Regions from separate parts of the Hordeum vulgare genome. Here region 2 is linked to region 1. A link is a contact called in public Hi-C data. All regions are on one chromosome and are shown on one strand. Each heading gives the region's core, a stretch centred on a gene start, on an enhancer-like site or on the middle of the called end of the contact. The rest is flanking DNA. Distances are from core to core; before and after follow the strand shown.

Region 1 (3,647 bases), core at 600-3,099:
TCCTTTCCTCTTCTTCTTTTCTTTTCCATCTTTCTTGCCTCCACTTGGTCTATTTGGCTTGGAGTAGGCAACCGAGTTTGGTGTAGGGCTTTTCTTGCCACCATCACTTGATGACTCCTTCCTCGTCATCATCCAAAATCAATAGTTCGCTTGCGTTTGTTGCTCTCCTCATCGACACCTTCATGGGGCCTCCATTTATCATCATCCTTCGACGCATCATAGCAATGGGGCAAGGTAAATGGTATCCCTTTCTTGATCTTTCCTTTCTTGCTCTTCTTCTCCTCTCCTTGAAATAAGTTTTGTGCAATAGTGAGCTACCAACAAAAGAACAAGTTAGCACTTGAAGCACCAAATAAGAAGCATGAACATGGAAGAATCATGAAAGAAATGTCACTTACCCTATCTCGGTCATTACTGCCACTTGGGTTAAGCGTGTCAACCGCCTTAAGTGCGGCCGCCCACTTTTCACAATCTTTGTTGATTGTCGACCGCCGGGAGCGAAGAGATCTTTTCGTGCTGTCAATTCCACTTTTGTTTTATAAATCAAAGTGCTCCTTTATCCGGATCCAATATGCATCTCTACTTTGGTCCCCTCCAACAGTGGCATCCCTAGACACTTTCAACCATGTATTGCATAGCAAGACGTATTCATCCATGGTGTAGTTGCCCGCTCTTTCTTTCGGTGCATCCACGATACCCTCACCATCCTCGTCCACCTCAAACTCATGATCATCTAAATGCACATCATTGGTTTGAGACCAATGAAAATTGTTGGAGCCAACAACCATAGTAGTCATGTATGTCTCATCACTGAAACTACAAAGTATATATAACAAACAAATATATATATAAGCTATCTGTTTATATCTATTCATGTAAAAAACAACAACGAAAAAAAGTGGGTGAAAACATACCTTGTGGGCATTCCATTGAACACGTTGTAAGCATTGGCCGCCGGCGGTATAAACAAGCTCGCCGGCGCTTCGGTTGCCGCCGCATTCGTCGCACAACGTGTAAGTTTCTTCTTCGGCGGTCTACTGGAGCTATCCGTCGCCTTGTTCTTCTTTTTGGACACCTTCTTGCCGGTCTTCTTCACCGTGAGCACATTTGGAAGCTTCGAGAGGGGGGCAAGTGTCACGAAGGGCGCCGGCGCGTCGCCACCCGCCGAGGTCGTCCGTGGCGCTATGAAAAGGATGCACGCGACACCAGTGCTCGGAGGAGCTCCGACGGAGACGGGCCCAAAGCTCGCCGGGCTAGGGTTTGCGGCGACACTTGCGGCAGCGGCGACGGCGGCTGAGGGATCACGGGCGTCAGAGGGGGTGAGAGGGATGTCGGCGCGGCTGTCTATCAGGCGGTTTTGACGGCGGCGGTGCGGGCGGGGCGAAGGCGCGGAGCGGGAGCGGAGTGGCAGCGCGGGCGTCCGAGTGTGCAGCGCGGTAGCGGGCGCACGAAATATGTGGCGCGATATGCCGTTTCACCGTGCGCGCTGAATCGTTTAAGCCGTAGACGCATTTTTTACGCATCCGATGGAGCATCCGGAGCAGCTGCGCACGCGCAATAAACTCGTTTTTTTAGCACTGTGCTTATATAGCGCGGTTGTTGGAGATGCTTTTATAACTATACAAACAGGTTGCTTTGCTCCTCATCATTGTTTACTGGTAGATCTTATCTCTATCCGATAAAGATCACGTAACTAGAAAGAAAAATCGAGCAATCTCTCGCTCAGAGTGAATAAACGCGGTGGGCCAGGCCCCCGTGCGTTCTCGCCATCGAGACAGAGAACGTACGTACGTATCATGCAGTGCACCGCTCGCCGGCCGCCTCTATTTATATCCTCCCACGCCCCCATCCTTTTCCTTCCACATCGATCCCAGCCTCAACAACCACCAAAGTACACACACCACACTAATCAAGTACACACATCCAGGCCAATAAGCCACGCCCAGAGAAAGATAACCACATCACACCTAGCTAGCTAGCGTCGTCATGTCCGGCGTGTGGGTGTTCCGCAACGGGGTGGTGAAGCTGGTGGAGAACCACCCGGCGTCGGCGGCGGGACCGCCGGGCGGCGGCGCGGTCCGGCGCAAGGCGCTGCTCCACACGCCCACGGGGGAGGTGGTCGCCTCCTACGCCTCGCTGGAGCGCAAGCTCGTCGCGCTCGGCTGGGAGCGCTACTACGCCGGCGGGGGCGGCGCCGCCGGCGACTGCATGCTCAGGTTCCACAAGCGCTCCTCCGTCGACCTCATCTCCCTCCCCAAGGACTTCGGCCAGTTCAGCTCCGTCCACATGTACGACGTCGTCATCAAGAACCGCGACGCCTTCCGCGTCATCGACGTCTAGCCTACTAAGCCTAGCTCGCGCAGCTGGCTGATCCGGCCATTCGATCGAAGCAAGCGCAGCTAGCTCGTGCGCGCCGGCGGCCGCCACCGTCGCACCCATGTCGCCTTCGATCTCCGCTGCTGGTTAACTTGTGTATGTGTGTGTTTGTACGTGCCCTGCACGTATATACGTGTGTATGTATATGTACGTGGTGTATTGGCGTATATATAGTTATGCATTATGCATGCTGCGTGTGCATCATGGTTAATTAATTCGTGTATTACTTGGTCCAAAAAAAATTTAACTCGTGTATTATTAGGCAATCTTTTTTTTTTGCGGGTGTGTTATTAGGCTATCGATAGACGAAAGTATTTTGAAAAATTGCGAGTACAAATTTGTTGTGGCTATAAGATAATCTACTATTTTTTAGAAAAGAAGGCCTTGCCCCGGCCTCTGCATCGAGGGATGCATACAGCCATATATTAATCAAACTAAGTATTCAGAAAGTACAGAGTATACAAAAAGGAAAAAAAGATACATGGCGAACATCGCGCCGCAGCCTGGAGTGGCTGAAAGATCAAGATGACTAAACACCTATCTTATTAATATGTCGTCATCCAAACCGGTTGAAGATACCCTGTGCTACCATCTCCCAGCGGGCACACCCAGTAACCATAAGCTCCCTGGCTGCCACAGGAGCTAGTAACGACCATGTGCGGATCAGTGCGGTAATTCGGTAGATAACCTGCAAGAATTGGATATCACGAGCTATGTTAAAAACCAAATCATTTCTGCTATTCCATAAAGCCCAAAGAAGAGCACATGCTCCGACATGAATAGATTTAGCCAATTGAACATAAATTCCTTGTAACCACGTTCCAAATAACGAGTTCAAGTTAACAGGAGGAGCGATGTTAAAAGCAATATGAATTGAACGCCAAACAAGTTTAGCCAAAAGACAGTCGAGAAAGAGGTGTTGAATACTTTCTAGGCTTGGACAGAAAGAACATCTGGAACTTCCTTTCCAATTTCGTTTGGCCAAATTATCCTTAGTTAAAATAACTCCCTTGTGAACAAACCACAAGAAAACTTTAATTCTAAGAGGAACCCTAACCTTCCAAATATGTATTGATTTTGGAATTGGGACTGAATCAATGAGATCAGAATACATGGATTTAACCGTAAACAGCCCATTTGGTGTTAATCTCCAGGAGATACGATCACACCTATCAGAAAGATTAACCTCCATTAACCTTCTAACTAGATGCAACCAGGAAACCCATCTATCCCCAACTAAAGATCTGCGGAAGTGAATATTAAGGGGAATC
Region 2 (3,647 bases), core at 390-2,889, 230 kb before region 1:
CGTAGTACCTCTCGAGGAGCGACGCGTTGGTGGGGTGGCGGAAGGAGACGTTGTTCATGGTGGCCACCACGATGGTCTCGGGGCTCCGCCCACGCTCGCACGTCTTGTTGGTGCCGCGGCAGATGGAGCCGAGGCCGAGCGCGAAGAAGAGGCGCTCGTCGACGTGCATGGGGACGCGGTGGCGGTCCGGGTGGGCGAGGCCGGTGAGGTTGCTGTGGAAGTAGTAGGACGGCATGGTGTTATGCTGGCTGGGCATGAGCGGCGTCGGCACCGGCAGCCCGTTGTTGGTCTTGTTCCGGGAGGATCCGGCGTAGCGGACGAGGCCGCGGGACACGAACCCCGGGATCTGCGGGTCGGGCTCCGGCGGCTGGTTTGCGAGCGCCACCATGTGGTAGTGCGCCGGCGGGGCGTCAGCTGCCATGAGCACGTCGATGGCCTCCCCTGGGGCGACGGACACCATGTCCGTCTTGTACGGCGTCAGGTAGTAGCCGTCGGCGCCCACCACCGTGAACGTGTGGCCTGCGACCTTGAAGTAGTACTCGGAGAAGAGCGCCGTGTTGACGATCCGCAGCAGGTATGTCTCCCCGCGCACCACGTCCAGGACGAAGCTCTCCTCCGGCTTGCCGGAGCAGTTGCTGAGGTCGCCGAGCTTACCGTTGATGGTGGCCGACAGCGGGTTGTCGTCGAAGTTGCCGTCATGCATCCTCCGGTCGAGCTCGACGAGGTCGAGCTCCCACCACTCGCCGATGATGATGGGCACGTCCTTGGCGGGCGTCGGGAACGGGTACTTGCCGGCCTTGGGGCGGATGATGAAGGCGCCGGCAACGGTGGCGCGGAGGCAGGTGACGTGGGCGTGCCACCACAGCGTGCCGACCTGGCCGGTGACGTTGAAGCGGTAGACGTGCTCGCCGCCGGGAGGGATGGGGCATTCGGTGACGAAGCCGGCGCCATCGGACCAGCAGCTCATGATTTGCCGGACGCCGTGCCAGTGGATGGTGAGACCATGAGGGAGACGGTTGACGACGTGGACCACAACCGTGTCGCCGTCGGTCACGTCGATGGTCGGGCCAGGGAGCTGCCCGTTCACCACGTAAATCTTGGTCGTGTTGCACAGGTGCGTCTGGTTCATCTCGTGCACCTGAAAACCATTAATGCATATATATATATTAGTCAAACATACGCCAACTGATTACTCAACACTTAACCACTCCTATATAAAATAATCAACAGGCTATAGATATATATACGGTAGTCAAATACAGTATACGTAAGTGATTAGTCAACAGTTAACTAATCAAGAAACTTGATAGCTAGTGACAGTTGGTAAAAAAAAAACCACACAAGCAAGTTTACTATCGTCACGACTTGGATAAATCGATAGTAAACCTACCGAGAAGTTGTCGATCAAGAACATGCCTTGATGAAATAGATAGATAGATAGATAGATAGGTATTGTATACTCACCACAAAGGTGTGTTCCACGACGGCCGCCTCGCCGCCGGCCGCCGCTGCCAGAGCCGCAAGGACCAAGGCGCAGAACAGGGCTGCCGCCATGGAGAGCTTCTCCATGCTTTCTTGCTCTGCAAACGCAGTGCTATGCCACTCTCGATGGGTAGTTAACTCGCTGCTCAATGGAAGGGTGGTTTGCTAAGCCTGTGTTGTGGCCTATTTATACACTCGAGGGACAAGGCGCCGGAATCCTACGGCCGTTTGCAATCGTTGACTTGACCAGGCTAATCAAACCAAGCGACATGAAATACCATGTTGATATCATGGATCGTGGCACCAGCTAGAGGAGAGGCTTCATAGGAAGACCGTGATGTGAAGGGAGGTTACAGATTAGCATCATTGAAGTGGCCACCTAACATTTCGCCATGAGCAGTTAGTTAGTTAGTTTACTACAAGTACTTGATAATCCAGAGAATGACAAGTCAATCGCGGCTATGTAACTAAGCTAGCTAGAGCCTAGGCGACGAGCCGGCGTGAGAAAGTGCAGTGCGCACTGAGTTATCGCGGGTTCAAAAGACGTTCACGACATCAAATCCCGTTCTATCTTTGCATCCGAGCTCAAATGAGGTCAGGTGAACAGTAAATTCGACATAATATTTTTAAAAAGTTTTTAAAAAACCTAATTTTCTTTTAACAAAGTTTGACAAATGTTTTAAGTGCTCGTAAAATTTCATCATGAAATCACATTTTTGAAAGTTGTGATAAAAAAATAAAATCAAAACTCTAAAAATGCTACTTTCAAAAGCATTTTGGAGCACTTGTTTTTTGCCACCACTTTAAAAAATATGATTTTAAATTAAAATTTTGCAAGCTATTAAAACATTTCTCAAAATTTTCTGTAAAAAAAATCAGTCTTTTCTAAACATTTTTCAAATATTTTCTGAATTTACTGTTCATCCAAGCTCATTTGAGCTCGCGTGTAGAACATCACTTTCCCTGTATAACTTCTATCTCAGGTCAAATAGTGCAAAGTTTGATCAAACTTGTTAAAAAAAAACTACCAACAGCTACAGTATCTAGTATATAAATAAGTGTGTCTAGGGCCCATCTAAATGTAACATAGTTCTTACATATCTAAATGATTGAATCAAACATGAAAAGAAAACACCAATACAAATCTTCGTGCAAGATTAATGATATAGGTCTTAGATTTTTTTGGAAAATGAGGTTAAAATCCCCGACCTCTGCATCAATCGATGCATACAACCATCTTTATTTATTATTCAACATTGTTCTAACAGGAACATACATCAAGCCACCGGAATCCACCTCTCACACCTATAAAACTGGATAATATGGAGTGCTCTCACTCCTCATGTCTAAAACCGATGCTTTCGCTGATCCATCAACATAATATCAGATCTGACCGGAGGCGCCGCCGACCAGTCAACCATGGACACATCTCCTCCTGATCTGCCCTCCCCACAAAGCCGCCGGAGCAGCACCGTACCGCCGAGAAAGGCGAAGACCGAAGGGCGATCTCGCACCGTCGGTCCCTCCAGACCGTGGGGCTGCAACCTAGACCCCGCCGTCCCCATCACCGACGGTGCCCGGGCTTAGGCGGTGCACGTCTCTGGTGACGACGAGGTGGAGGAGAGGAGTGAGAGAACTTAGATGTGTGATATTTATCTCATATATGTGGTTTACCAGAACTGTACAAAAATATTTTTTATTATGTATTTTTTGATTAATTATGTATTCAATGATATATTTTATTATAGTTGCTAATAAATTTTTCTATAAATTTGATCAAACATTGCATCGTTTCACTTGGGACAATTTTTTAGGAAGTTCTTCTAGAGAGGGAGGGAGTATATATATTTTTAAGTAACCTATAGTTAGGCGTCCATGAAGGGGCATCAGCACGGGAATCGGTCGCCCGTAGCTGTTAGCTGCAAGACCTAGGTTACGCAAGGTGTGAACTAATGGTATTCTCCTTAATCAAATCGAAATAAATTTAAACTACAGTATCACTACCAACAAAGACTGTGTCCACCTAGCTACCTCTACCAACAAAGACTGTGTCCACCAACCTCTACCAACCCAGCATCGGTCAGAGTCTGACTACGATATGATGCTTCATTCGGCTAACAGATAGTGCACGGCGGTGGATGTTCCACGCTGCAGCCTGCAGGCAA

The links. Hi-C and Micro-C count contacts between places; a contact is called where the count stands out from the background.
Region 2: a Hi-C map of leaf shows a contact between it and region 1, with 2.7 times the contacts expected there. The contact joins the promoter of LOC123440786 here to the promoter of LOC123440785 in region 1. A contact is called at or near these places in 2 of 6 Hi-C or Micro-C datasets (both in leaf).

The regions. Positions count from the first base shown.
Region 1 is chr3H:583,252,785-583,256,431 of MorexV3_pseudomolecules_assembly, reverse strand. It overlaps LOC123440785 (flowering-promoting factor 1-like protein 2), which reads left to right and starts at 1,849. Exons shown (of 1, transcript XM_045117332.1): 1 at 1,849-2,591. The coding sequence starts at 1,987. The coding sequence ends at 2,340.
Region 2 is chr3H:583,485,468-583,489,114 of MorexV3_pseudomolecules_assembly, reverse strand. It overlaps LOC123440786 (laccase-19), which reads right to left and starts at 1,639. Exons shown (of 2, transcript XM_045117333.1): 1 at 1,465-1,639; 2 at 1-1,138. The coding sequence starts at 1,569.